2 separate regions of the Muntiacus reevesi genome follow, and region 2 is linked to region 1. Evidence: chromatin contacts called from public Hi-C data. All regions are on one chromosome and are shown on one strand. Each heading gives the region's core, a stretch centred on a gene start, on an enhancer-like site or on the middle of the called end of the contact. The rest is flanking DNA. Distances are from core to core; before and after follow the strand shown. Region 1 holds the start of CBR4 (carbonyl reductase 4). Region 2 holds the start of SH3RF1 (SH3 domain containing ring finger 1).

The links. Hi-C and Micro-C count contacts between places; a contact is called where the count stands out from the background.
Region 2: a contact with region 1 is called in a Hi-C map of muscle, with 3 times the contacts expected there. The contact joins the promoter of SH3RF1 here to the promoter of CBR4 in region 1. A contact is called at or near these places in 2 of 3 Hi-C or Micro-C datasets (blood and muscle).

What each region holds. Positions count from the first base shown.
Region 1 is chr17:1,073,341-1,080,334 of mMunRee1.1, forward strand. CBR4 (carbonyl reductase 4) reads right to left here and starts at 2,875. Exons shown (of 5, transcript XM_065908146.1): 1 at 2,563-2,875; 2 at 714-834; 3 at 1-93. The coding sequence starts at 2,704.
Region 2 is chr17:1,277,861-1,285,164 of mMunRee1.1, forward strand. It overlaps SH3RF1 (SH3 domain containing ring finger 1), which reads right to left and starts at 3,651. Exons shown (of 12, transcript XM_065907954.1): 1 at 3,527-3,651; 2 at 1,578-2,060. The coding sequence starts at 1,970.

The sequences.
Region 1 (6,994 bases), core at 1,625-4,124:
ACGGCAGCTCTACAGGTCAGCATGGAGCCCAGGAGGTTAGTGTGGAGCTGAGACAGCATCTCTTCAGCATTTGTCCTTACTAACAGGTTATCCCTACCAAAAAGCAGAATCAAACCAAAACAATCCCATGTGATTTAAAAATGGGGCAAGACAAATTAAAATCAACAAATAGATAACATTATTTTTCCAGAAGTAGAATATAAGAAGAGCTTTGCCTCTGAGTTAGAACACCTGGACAGCCCATTTTAAACTTGATCTGCAAGGAAACATAAATAGTCACGACAGTGGTCACCTAAAAGGAAGTACTAACTGGGAAGAAAACAAGAGAGTCTTCTGGATTTCTGGTAAAGTTCTTCAGCTCAATATGAGTGTTGATTACAATGGTAAAACTAAACTGTACCCCTAATATGTACACTTTCCAGGCATCATATTATACCTGTACTACACACACATATAACTATTCCAATAGCACACATTTAGTTTAAAGGGGTTTTTTCCCTGTAATAACACTTTGACACACAAAAAACTAAATGAAACCCTTATTATAATCTCAATATAAAACAATGAAAAGAGCGTGCAGCTTGCAGACCAAATTTTAAAATACATACCTTTGCTTCCAATTAGAAGTAAAACAATTTAATATACTAACTCATATTAATCAAAAGAAAATTAGGAGGAAAAAAATTAGAAATGTACTTAAATTTGTGACCAACCTGTTAATTCCAGCTGCATTTACCAAAAAATTAACGCGACCTAAGTTTTTCTCTATCTCTTCAAATGTATTTTGAACATCATGTTCCTTGGCAACATCACAGCTCAATGCCAGATGATCTCCTACACAACAAAATTAAAGTTACAAATAAAGTATACCTTGTTTGTAAACATGATTCAGTACACATTCATCAAACAACTACGATGAGCTAGTGTAGTAGTGTCAATCATTCAGTCATGCCCCACTCAGTAGGGTCTGACTCTTTGCAACCTTTCAGGCTATAGCCCACCAGGTTCCTCTGTCCATGGAATTCTCCAGGCAAAAATATTGGCGGGGGTAGCCATTCCCTTCTCCAGGTGATCTTCCCAACCCAAGGATCCAACCCGTGTCTTCCTGCATTGCAGACGGATTCTTCACCATCTGAGCCACCATGGAAGCCTTACATCTGTTCTATCCAGAACTTGAGATAAAGGACGATTAAGTTCCAGATTCCTGATCTCATGGAGTTCAGTCTAAGAAACTGGATGGAGGAAGGTGGGGAACAAGCAGGAGCAAATTATGCAACCTTAAAACACTTTTTTAATCAACAAAAGTGCGGGAGCACCTTTCTCATGTTCATAACACTTTGTATGAGTCACCTACCAATATTTACAGTTTTGACACTGACCCTATGCCACTTAATTCAGCAGTTTTCTCAGTTTTATATTCCTTTTTTGGAAACTTGATACATTCCCAGTGGCTTAGTGGTAAAGAATCTGCCTGCAATACAGGAGGCACAAGAGACAAGAGTTCAATCCCAGGGCTGGGAAGACCCCCTGGAGAAGGAAACGGCATCCCATTCCAGTATTCTTGCCTGGAAAATTCCATGGACAGAGGAGCCTGGCGGGGCTACTGTCGGTGGGGTTGCAAAGAGTGGGACACGACTGAACACGCTTGCATACATAAGCTTAATGTTTAATTCAGTTACATTCTTGTCGAACTGGTTTCCTGGCTTTGAAATAAACACTACCGTTTTTTCTGTTTAAACTATAGCACAATCTTATATAGCTAGTATTATAGCGTGACTATTAGAAGGGATGAAACAAAGCAAGAAGCCATTTTTTAAAATGTTGAAAGCACAAAATCATGAAAAAAAAAAAATTTACTAAAAACTGTTACCTGGTTTTTAAAGTCCACTTTCTGCGAATGTTTAAATACAAAAAAAAAAAAAAAAATTCAACTTCAAAGAAAGCAATCTTTATCAACATTATACCACTTAACACTGCCATTTTTTTTTTAAAAAAAAGGAAAGGTAAACAATTCTTTGTCTTCTGGCTAACCTTGCGTGGTACATTAACACTAAAATTACCTTCTTAAAGCTCTGGAGGCCTATGTGAAGTCGGGGTGACGTTGCGTAAAGGTGCCCCGACAGTGAACAAGGTGCCTCTGAGCCCAGCCCTCCTAACTCTTAGCTGCGAGCTCGAACCTTCACAGCACCCCGTCTCACTACCAGCCAGAGACTGAAATTCGCAAACCAACTGCGAATCCATTTCTAATAGACAGGAGAAAACGGGACTTAAGCGGAATCTGGCGGAACAATCTCACTGTCCCTTGGTGAAGGTCATCAAGGCATACAGTGCTTCAACGCTGCGGACGCCAGGAAAAGAGCCCACCCACAACCCGGATGCCCAAGGCGGCACTGCCTGCACATGCGCACACGCCCGAGGCGCGGGCCTCCTCGCGAGACCCAAGCACGCCTGCGCCGCCCCTCAGCACGGCGGGTCTGCCGCCTGCGGGCGGAGGGCGCACAAGACGGCTTCTCAGACCCACACCGGCCGCGCAGAGGGGGTGCGACCCCGGTCGGTACCCACCGCCCAGGTCCCCGGCCGCGGCTCTGGCCCCCTCCAGATTCCGGGCGACGATGGCCAGTCGATAGCCTCTCTGGGCCATCAAGCGGGCCACCGCCCTGCCGATGCCCCGGGAGCCTCCGAACACGGCGCACACCTTGTCCATCTGGGACGCGGAGCCGCAGGCCCAGGGGAAGAGGCTACAAGAGACGGCCCTTCCCAACGGCCTCGCAAATTTACACAGCGCGGCACCCTCAAACTGAATCGCGGGCCCACAGCTCCCGCCGCCGGATTGGAACCGGTGCGGGCCCAGAAACTCAGAGCGCCGCAACCGCCAGTCACGTTGGCACGTCGACGTCAGCGCGCACGTGCTCCGGGCGGCGCGCCCCCGGCGGATGCCAACGTGGGCCGGCGGGACAGTACAAGGGCCGCGCTGCACGCTGGGACTTGTAGTCTTGGTGCAGGCGGAAGGGCGTGGGCTGGTGCTGGGAGAGAAGGGTTCCAGGCTCCGGGGGCTGCCCGGTAGGAAGTGGGTCTTGGGCATCGGGGTTGCTAACACACTGGATTCTGGATGTTGTGGGTTAAATCAAGGCCGTGACAGGCAGGGACTCGGGCATGAGGACCTCGGATATGTGCTCCAGGTTGTGTTTGGCTGAGACCCAAAGGAGTGGCACGTGGGTCAGACTCCCATGGGACCCCAGTCCTCCTGTTGTGGAATTTGATTCCTGTGCCTGCCTGCATACCCTGCATTGCATGCAGATTCTTTACCCTCTGAGCCACCAGGGAAGCCCATCAAACCAAAATTTTGGAGTTTGGAGTAAAATACGTTCTATTGCAAGACTCTAACAGGGAAGAACAAATCTGACCCCATATTGGGTCAGTTGTTTTACTATAACCTTTGCAGTCTATGGTTTTTGCTTTGGGTTAGGAATGTTGTCTATAGCCTAAAATATACAGGCGAGCCCATAATCAAGTCCCTGCCCTTTTAAAAGTTAACACTTTTCCCACCAAATAGAGATTTTTTTTTAAAAAAAGTTGTAAAACAGAATAACATTTGTCTTGTAGCTTTATAGGATCTTTGTGACCTGACGTACTTGGACATCTGTGAGAACATGGAATTCTTGTGTCAGGTCTGCAAAACCAGCCATACCTTTAAAAATGGCCTTTGAAAATGCTTTGCTGAAACCCTTCGGTGAGTTTGGGGGTTCCTTGGATACAAGGCACCAGTCTCCTTGCCTAGCCCTTCAGTAAAACTTTCTCTGCTCCAAACTGTCTGCTGTTGGTATCATTGGCCACACTGTGCATTTAGCACAGGAACATGCATTCGGTAACAGTTTTGGCAAAGGTGTTTTTATGGGCAAAATTTCCTAGGAGGTTTGCATAGTGTGTGGAGCTTCCAGGCAGCTCAGTAAAGAGTCCACCTGCCAGTGCAGGAGCCAAAGGATACACAGGTTCACCCTGAATCGGGAAGATCCCCTGGAGAAGGAAATGGCTACCCACTCCAGTATCCGTGCCTGGAGAATCCCATGGGCAGAGGACCCTGGCAGGCTACAGTCCAGGAGGTCACAAAGAGTCAGACACAACTGAATGACGAATAACACAGGCCGCAGAGTGCCTAACCCTCCTCTGACTGGTTGGTGGTGAGGTGACAGAGTGGTGCTCTAGGTATCTCCAATGTCAGCCTCTGGTTCCAAACACTCTGGGGTCCTCTTGCTTGCACTCAGCCGGAAGTCACCACCTCTAACTGGGTGGGGCTTTAGTTCCTGCAGAACAACTCAGACACATGTATCGTGTTGTTATGCATGTCCTCTGAGCAGGAACCAGGACCCGGCCCCATCTCATGCTATTGCTTCTTTCTGCTTCCCCATCCCGTAATGAGTAACTGTTTGAATCTGCCCTTTGGAACTCAGGAAAGGTCTAGGATGCTGAAAGCCTCCTTCCTACCAGCAAGAAATCGGTGACACAGAAGCTTTTATACCTGGAGGGCCCGCAGGGTCCTGCTCAGTCTCATCTCCCGCCTGTCCCTTAATTCTTCATCTTGAGGAGAACAGGCGTTGGACAAGAAAAGGACTCACATTTTGGAGAGAGAGGTTCATCAAAAACTGGGCAGATGAACTCAGTTTTAGGTGGACTTGGTTTCACTCCCCAGAAGGAGTGAGCACTGTGGGGGGCACACCCCAGACCTCCCTGTGGAAGGTCTGGGACTGTGGAAGGAGTGGGACTCAAGGGTCAGAGCCCATCCTACCTGCCCCTCCCCAACCCAGGCCCCCGTTCTCCTCAGAGGGTGTTGTTGCAGAGCCAAGTGTGTCCAGTCAGAAACACACAGGAGGAGCTCAAGAAGTTACCCAAGTGAATGGTCTCCCAGATCCAAAACATGAGCCTCAAGCATCCTTATAGTTTCCTGCAATTCTGAAGAGGATACGCTCAGTGTTCCCCAGGTTAATAAGGTGAAAGCTAAGTTTCATTACCATTCATTACCATTATGCTTGCTATAGTATCATATGAGATGTTTCAGAAAAGTAAGCCATGGTCCCCACTGGTAAAAAGTAGATCAGGTGGGGCAACAGGACAATTCCACATGAAACACTAGTGAGCAACCACAATCATGACCTGCGGAAGTATCTTAACAGGAGAACTCAGAGAAAAGGGAGGTCAATGAAGAAGAAGATATGCATGGAGAAGCTAGGTTACAGGACTGGATGCAGATGAAAGAAGGAAGGGGAAGAATCAAATAAAACAGAGCTAAGCAAACAGCATCATTTTTGTCCCACCTCACCAACAAAGGTCCCTCTAGTCATGGCTATGGTTTTTCCAGTGGTCATGTATGGATGTGAGAGTTGGACTGTGAAGAAAGCTGAGCACCAAAGAATTTATGCTTTTGAACTGTGGTGTTGGAGAAGACTCTTGAGAGTCCCTTGAACTGCAAGGAGATCCAACCAGTCCATTCTAAAGGAGATCAGTCCTGGGTGTTCATTGGAAGCACTGATGCTGAAGCTGAAACTCCAATACTTTGGCCATCTCATGCGAAGAGTTGACTCATTGGAAAAGACTCTGATGCTGGGAGGGGTTGGGGGCAGGAGGAGAAGGGGCCGACAGAGGATGAGATGGCTGGATGGCATCACCAACTCGATGGACATGAGTTTGGGTAAACTCCAGGAGTTTAAGATGGACAGGGAGGCCTGGCGTGCTGAGATTTATGGGGTCGCAAAGAGTCAGACAAAGCTGAGCGACTGAACTGATCTGAACTGAGCCCCAAGAGGGATGTGAAGTGGTCTGCAAAAATACACAGTAAAACTTCACACCCTTTAGGATGGCTACTATAAGAACAACAAGCATTGGAGAGGATGTAGGGAAACTGAAACACTTGTGCTCTGCTGATGGGAAGGTAAACTGGTACAGTTGCTCCGGAAAATGGAACGGTAATTCCTCAAAACAAAAGATAGTCTTTCCACATAATTCAGCAACTCCACCTTTGAGTAGATGCTGAAAAGAATTGAAAGCAAGGTCTCGAAGCAACATTTGTAACCCCATGTTCATAACAGCATTACTAAAATGTAAAAGCAACCCAAGTGACCAATGATAGATGATGGATAAGCATATGTAGCACGCGCATGCACGCGCACGCACACACACACACACACACTCACACTCTGTAGTATATTACTCAGTCTGAAAAAGGAATTCGGCAATATGCTACAACTTGGTTAAACCTTAAGGGCTTCCCTGATAGCTCAGTTGGTAAAGAATCTGCCCACAATGCGGGAAACCCCAGTTTGATTCCTGGGTCAGTAAGATCCACTGGAGAAAGGATAGGCTACCCACTCCAGTATTCGGGCCTGGAGAATTCCATGGATTAGTCTGTGGGGTCTCAAAGAGTCAGACACCACTGAGCGACTTTCACTTTCACTTTTGGTTGAACCTTAAGGACATCACGCTAAACTACATAAGCCAGTCACAAAACAACAAATACTGTATGATTCTACCTGTATAGGAGGTACTGAGAGAAGTCAGTATGGTATAGACAGGAAGTAGGATGGCAATCGCCAGAGACTGGGCAGGAGGACGAAAGAAGAGTTGGTTAGCGGGTATGATGTTTCAGTTCTGCAATAGGAAAAGAGTTCAGGAGAGGTGTAATGGTAATGTCTGTGATCATAATACCACTAATCTGTACACTTACAAGTGGTTGAGAAAGTAAATTAAATTCTATGTGTATTTTACCACAATTTTTAAAATTGGGGAAGAAAACAACTCCAGCAATAGCAATATTAACATTGACAAGAACACTGGATGCAGGTTAAAGTTTCTTTTTTTTTTTTTTTTTTTTAGGTTAAAGTTTCTTAATAGGGTTATCTTTTGTCCCTAAAGTATAGAGTGGTAGTGTCAAAATACTGTGATTTAAAAGCACTTTGAATATTTCTCCTCTGAGGAGTTACAGCACAAACTTGATACTGGGTTG
Region 2 (7,304 bases), core at 2,401-4,900, 210 kb after region 1:
CCTCACAACAGGTAAGGCAACCTGTCAACTGATGAGACGCTTCTATTCACAGCCAGAAGCTATGACTCTCCAGCATAATTAACAAGGAAACAAAATCCTTCCAAGAGGCAAATCCAGTCCCTAGCTAAGAGAAGCAGACCTGCGTCAGGTGCCTCAGAAACGACCAACTTGATCAGAGGTTCTGAGCTTGAAATATTCATGAGTCCGTGAATGCTAATCGTGTAAACTCCTTTTAAAAAAAAAAACCAAAATCTAAGAAAACCCTATAAGCAATTTCATAACTAGGGGGCTTCAGATATGCAAAGAAAACCTCCAAAACACAAAGTTCTCACTGTCTTAAAAAAAATGGTAAATGTGACTTAAAAGAAATCTGAGAGCCTGAGGATAAAACTGTTTTCCAGCGATTAACACACTTTCTGTACTTAACCACCTAGAGATGCAAACACACAATTAGTAAGAGACGGGCTTGAGAAGGAAGGAGAGGAATGGTAGAAAGGCAGTCGTCTGTTACAGCTCCCATGGAGCCACACCTGTGAGTTGACACTATTTAACAACATCCCAAAGGTCACTCCTACATTACATAAAGAAGTCAGTTCTGTGTATTTACTATGAGTATGTGACAAAAATATTCTCATCCAGATTAACTGTTCTTTAAAACTGCATTTTCTCAATTTGGCCTATCATTAAAATAATTTCTTCCAGGATAAAAAAAACAAAAAACAGATTTGCTTTAAATGTCCAGAACTACTTTTGAGGTTTACAAAAATGAGAAAAGCATGTTTCATTAGGATGTCATCACCTGCAACATAATTCAGATTTCTTCAAAATATCTTACCTTCTAGAAATTTCTGTTGTGGTAACTGTCGAGATACTTAGCTACACTTGAAATTATTTCAGCCCAAACCCAAAACCCCAGAAAAATCTTTCTTATGGAAACATTTTGTTTCAGTCCCTATAAAAGTCAACATAAAGCTAGATTCTCTGCTGTCTTAGCATGGCTCTCAATGACAATCTGTTGCTACAGCAACAAAACTCTGCTACCTGTGGCCATGATTTGTTAAAAATTCCTCCAACCAGAAAATTCTGTGCTGTGCATTCATAAAACCCACAGAATGGCTCCAAGCCACATAAAAATTAAAGCTCAATTTCCCACTTATGACCTACCCACACACCTATTTATAATATGCAAACACATATGCACACATACATGCATAATTATGACTCTTCCAATGCAATCAAAAAGGTAAAGCCACAACACATTTCCACTTTACATTCGACAAAAAAAACTGCTGTGTTTTAGATTTCACTGAATAATTGCTACTGTTTCTCAAAATTTATCTTAAAAGGCCATAGAGGCCCACCATCCAGGAGAGAATTCTAAAAACAAAACCACTTATTATTTATATCCAATCTCATTCCAAAAAAGAAAAAAACAATTTCTGACACATAATTTCCTATCTGCTCCAATGATGTGGCTCCTTCAGCCATGAGTTGATGTAGAAAACACCCAAAGAATAAAGAAGACATGCGAACATCTGCTCGGAACAACCACCGCACTGCCTCCGCAGGCTACTCACCCTCACCGGGGGGCTCCAGGCTTGCGCCCGCGGCTGGGGTCCACCCTGTGAGCTCGGGCCATCTTTGGGGCTGCAGGTGGCCACAGCACTGCTCTGAGCCCTCAAGGCGCTGGTGCAGTTGGTGCCACTGCCCCCCACAGGGCCGGGCTTCCACGGCCGCTGCTTGATGCCGTCCAGAAGTCTGACCAGCAGGATGTTGCTCGGAAGCTGCTCCACACCCGAGCCAACCAGAGTCCGGCACTCGGGACATCTGAGTTCATTCCGGGAACCGACGATGCCCAGCAAACAGCGTTTACAGAACGTGTGCTGGCAAGGTAAGACCTTGGCAGAGGCATCCAGCCGCTCCAGGCACACAGGGCACTCCAGCAGATCCAGCAGGGCCGACTCATCCATCTTCCTCTAGTTCACCCAGGGAAACGCAGCAGTGACACGCATACTTGTGTGCAGCTCTCAAAGTGCCTCATGTAACATCCATGTCAGACGCTGCTCTGGGGCCCCCGGGGAAGAGGAGGGAGAGACAGAGAAGGAGCACCATCACTGGGGGGTAAAGGCACAAAGAAGAGCCAGGAACCCAACAGCACACAGAAGTGCTTCCTGAGAGGACCAAGCTTAGCTTTGGAATACATGGCGCCTGAGCTCCAGAGTCAACAACTGGAAACAAAATAGGCTTTTTAAGCAGTTCACACTAAATCCGTGAAGACATCCAGTTCACCGTGCTGGAACAGCTATCAAGTACCACAGGGGACTCTTACCATAAACAGGACTTATGAAATGCAATAGAAACATAATTTCTCTGGCTCTCAAAATGAAACCTGAGGCCTTAACTAAGTCGTTAACTTATCTGAGAAGGTGAAAGTGGCAAATGAACTGTTTCCTCCACCTGAAATTCCTTTTAAATCCAACCAAGTTCCCCAGCATTCAAGCCACTTTGGTGGTTAAGAAACCACTCCTTGAGTGGTTCGCTTGTGGCAAATGATCCCAGTATTAAATACATATGTTTCTTCGCTGGTCTTAAAAATAGAATTGTTTAATCTTGCCCAAGGAAAACGAGATGAAGGCTGACAATTCTAAAGGACACACTGAAGATGGGCCTGAAAGCAGCTCAAATATAAACGTACCGCCCTTCAGGGCAGCGGCTGACAAACTCGGAAGCGATTTCTGAACGGCCTGTGCTAATCCCATTCAGAAAATCTGGCAAAATTATCACCCAAAGAATTTGAGAATGGAATGCTGGACTGGGAACCGCGAGCAGAATATGAAAATGGGGCCATTCAGGAAAAAGCATTCAGAAAAGAGCCTGCACCGCTCTCCTCGACCCCTGGTTCAGTGTAGGCGTGCCCAGGAGAGCCAGGTGACGGTGTGGATGCGGGCGGGGGCCTGGCCGTCGCTCCGGTCGCCGCTGGTACTGCGGGCCCGCGTGGACGCCGGGCCAGGTGCCCGCGCCGCCAGTGTAGACGCTCCCGCGACCAGAGGCAGGGGGCCGCCCTTGCAGACGCCGCGGCCAGGTGCCCAGGGCGGCCCTCGTCGACGCCCGGGGCCAGGTGCTAGGGCCGCCCGCGTAGACGCGCTCCGGGGCTGCTGCTAGGGCCACCCGCGTAGACATCCCGGGGCCAAGTGCCGGGGGCCGCCCGTGTAGACGCGCCCCAGGGCTGCTGCAGGGGGCCGCCCGCTCAGACCTCGCGCCCCGGCCGGCGGCCGGGAAGGCAGGGCCGGGCCGGGTGGGTCCACCCGCCGCCTGGCCGCCGCCCCGGGCCTGGCCGGACAGGAGCCCCGCGCCCTCGGGAAGTTTCGGGTCTCAGGAGCGCCCGCAGCGCCGCGTCGCCAGGTCCGCCCGCCGGGCGTCCAGGCGCCCGCCGCCGCAGTGCCCGGGGCCGGCCGGCCGACCCTCTCCAACCTGGCCCGGGGGGCTCGGGGCTGGGGGCTCGGGGCGGGGGGTGGGGGGGTCCTACCTCAGCGCGGCGCCCTCTTTGTCCGCACGCCCCGCGCTCTCCCGCTCGCCCGCCTCGGACGCCGGGCAGCTCTGGGCTCCGCTCGTCGCCCGCGCGCTCCCGCCGCCGCCGCCGCCTGCCTGGCCCGGGGAGGGGGAGGGGAGGGGGCGGGGCCGGGCGGGAGGGGGAGGAGCGCTGGAGAGAAGGGGCGGGGCCGGGCGGGAGGGGGAGGGGAGGGGCGGGACCGGGAAGGAGGAGGCGGGAGATGGGCGGGGCCTGGAGGGCGGGGCTGGGCGGGAAGGGGAGGTGCGCGGGATGGGGCGGGGCCGGGAAGGAGGAGGGGGAGGGGAGGGACGGAGAAGGAGGAGGGAGAGGGAGGAGGAGCAGGGAAGGAGGGAGGAGGGGCAGGGACGGAGGGAGGAGGGGCAAGGAGCGCCGCCCGCCCTCCTCCGGCGTCGGGGCCCTGCTGGGGGCCGGGGGCCGGGGCGGGTCCCGGGAAGGGCCGTGAAGGGGACTCGAGCGGCCGCCGCAGAGGCTGGGAGAGAGGTCTAGGAGGGACGCGCTGGCCGCAGAGGAGGCGCGGGCGCCGCTGGGTTCCTGGACACAGACCCTACCGCGAGCACTGGGACCGGGCCAGGACCCGGAAAGCGGGGCGGGCGGGAAGCCCAGCCCTGGACCCGGGGTCAGCCTGGCCGGAACCAGCCCCGAGGCCTCTGCCTACCTTCGCTCCCCCCACCCCCGCACACACCTGTAACGCCAGACACACACCTGTTAACCGAAAGGTCCTTTGAAAAAACGTCGTGCACAGGCGTGGGGGGTTGTTTCTCATACTCAGTTTAGAGGGAAGATAAGTTAAAATTTTGTCATTGATCTCAAAATTGTCATTTTATTTGCATTACCGTCCACTCAACAAACGTTTTTCCCAGCTACCCTTCCTCAAAGGTGTGCAGAATATAAGGAGAAGTGGGGACACGTACTCCTTTGCGAGAAACCGCTGTCTGCCCTTCACCCAGCCCAACCCTCTTAAGGGAGTCCTTAAGGGTCCTCTAAGGTCCGGCTGGGGCCACGGCAAAATCACTGCGGACAAACGAGAACCACCCGAGTAAGGACACGCCGTGACCCTGCAGTCACCGCTCTCTCACTGACTGCGGTCACTGCTTGACGTTTGAGATACGGTCAGGTCCTCACTGCTGCCCTGTCCACTCCCTCCGCGGGGGTGTTAGTCGCTCAGTCGTGTCTGACTCTGTGATCCCAGGGACTGTGGCCCACCAGGCTCCTCTGTCCATAGGATTTTCCAGGCAAGAATACTGAAGTGGGTAGCCATGGATGGAACCCACTTCTCCTACAGTGCAGGCAGGTTTTTTACCATCTGAGCCACCAAGGAAGCCCGTTCTCTCATTAGCTTTGCGCTAACGGTTGAATATGCGGACAGTCTACTGCATGAATGCCAGGAAGGACAGGCCACTTGCCCTCCATTAGAAGGGAGTGAATACACATACAGAAGATGGATAAACGAGGTCCTGCAGTACAGCACAGGGAGCTGTTTGGTATTCTGCGATAAACCACCATGGAAAAGACAACTTAAAAAGGGTGTCTGTGTATGTGTAATAGAATCACTTTGCTGTACGCAGAAATTTACACACCACTGTAAATCACCCATACTTAAGTTTCAAACTATTGATTAAAACAAGAAGTGAGCAACGTCAAAGGTGATGAAAGATGTGCAGAGAGGCAAAATCAAGCAGCAGAATGAGGGAGCTATGGAAATGATTTGGTTTTGAGCATTGCTGATTTCAAAGCAAACTAAGTTATTTCAAGTTGTTCATAACACACTGAATTGTAAAATGTAGATACTATTTGAAAATGTTTCATTTTTAGCTCCTAGAATGTGTATTTATCTGACAAATAAATGTAAACCTTAATAAGAAAAAAAATAACTACCTAGTTTGGAACAGTAAAAACATCTGCATATAATAAAAAATGAAGTGAACAAATATATACCTGCATTTGAGTTGAGAAAGACAAGGGGGGACATGATCAGAACAGACCAGTTTTAAACCACTAATCCACCAAGTCACCCTGAAAGTGACTACTTAGTCTATCAACTTCTGCATCTGCAACATGTTGGGTGAAGGGAAGGCTGATCGGACAGTTACAGTCAGTAAGTAGGTAAATATTACATGTCACTTATGGTTATTAAAACCAAAACTCAGACAGGTTCACTCACCACAGCTAGCCACTTTGGACTGAGACTCAACCTCATGTCTAGATTCCAAGTCCAGTTTCTTCCTGCTGTGCCAAGGATGTCTCTCGAAGATCACCTCAGGCACACCTGAGCGTGCTGTGTGACCTACAAGGGAAAGCTGACACTTAACCAGGTAATGACTATGGAGACCAAAGGGCAATTATGTTTTATTTTATTCTTGTTTTAGTTACTTGTTTGTATTTAGAGAACAGTACACAAGGTCCGGGAGGAGGAGGGCATGGCAACCCACTCCAGTGTTCTTGCCTGGAGAATCCCATGGACAGAGGAGCCTGATGGGCTACAGTCCATTGGGTCACACAGAGTTGGACATGGCTGAAGCAACTTAGCATGCATGCATGCACGCGCACAAGGCCCTGAGTGGAATGGTCCAGCTTTTGAAACTCTAGACCAGAAAATGCCTAGCTGCACCCCTTATCAAGGGCTTCCCTGGTGGCTCAGTGGTAAAGAACCTTCCTGTCAAGGCAGAAGACTCTGGTTCAATCCATGGGTGGGGAAAATCCCCTGGAGGAGGAAATGGCAACCCGCTCCAGTATTCCTGCCTGGGAAACCCCATGGACAGAGGAACCTGGCAGGCTGCAGTTCACGGGGTCGCAAAGAGGTAGACAGGACTTAGTGACTGAAAAACAGCAACCCATTATGAAAGACCTGGAGATTGTTTGGGATACAGGGATGAAAGATGTTCACACAATTCCAAAAGTGTCACCTGGGACACTGGTGACACAAATGGCTCAGTTCTTTCAATATCCCTTCTGCTCATTCACTCTGTTTTTAGAACACAATTCTTTCATTAGTTTGAATTATTCCAACATGTACAGTAAAGCTTTAGGTCAATTATTTGAACTTCTTGAGCCACCGTCCCTCTGTCAAATGGTGGGGGGGAAAATCATACCTTTCCTAGACTGTTGTTGAGCATTCTGTGAGGCAGAGCCCTGGTTCTTTATAACTTGTACATCTCTTTTATAGTAAGGTATCATCATTATCTTTATAATCACCTTGGAAAGTTATACTTGGCAAAATCCTTTCTTCCAAGGGTCTTTAAGAAGTCTGCAGCAACATTAATAACTGTAAAATTCTGTCAAGAGAATAATATAGGTGAAACGAGGGTTAGGGAAAGAAAAACACGTTCATCTGACCATTTCTGGGAACTGAACCTGAAGGAGAGGATGTACACATGATATACACATGGCCCCTATGACTCTGAGCAGATACATGAGAAATAAACACGCCCTGACATGATAATGATAGCTGGGATTCATACAGTTCTCATCCAACCAAGACTTCAAAGTGTTATCCCAAACACTATCTCATTCGTCTTCTCAGCATCCCTCTGAAGTGGTGAAGACAGATATAATCATTCCCCAGTTGCAGACGGGAAAAGATGAGGTGTCGAGAAGCTCCTGCTGGCAGTGATGATGCTTTGACACAAGTCAGACTCTTCCATTCCCCATCCAGCATGCTCTTTATTGAGCTCTGGTATACATGCTTACACATACAGAAACATGTGTGTCTGCTCACCAAGTTCCTTCAAAACCA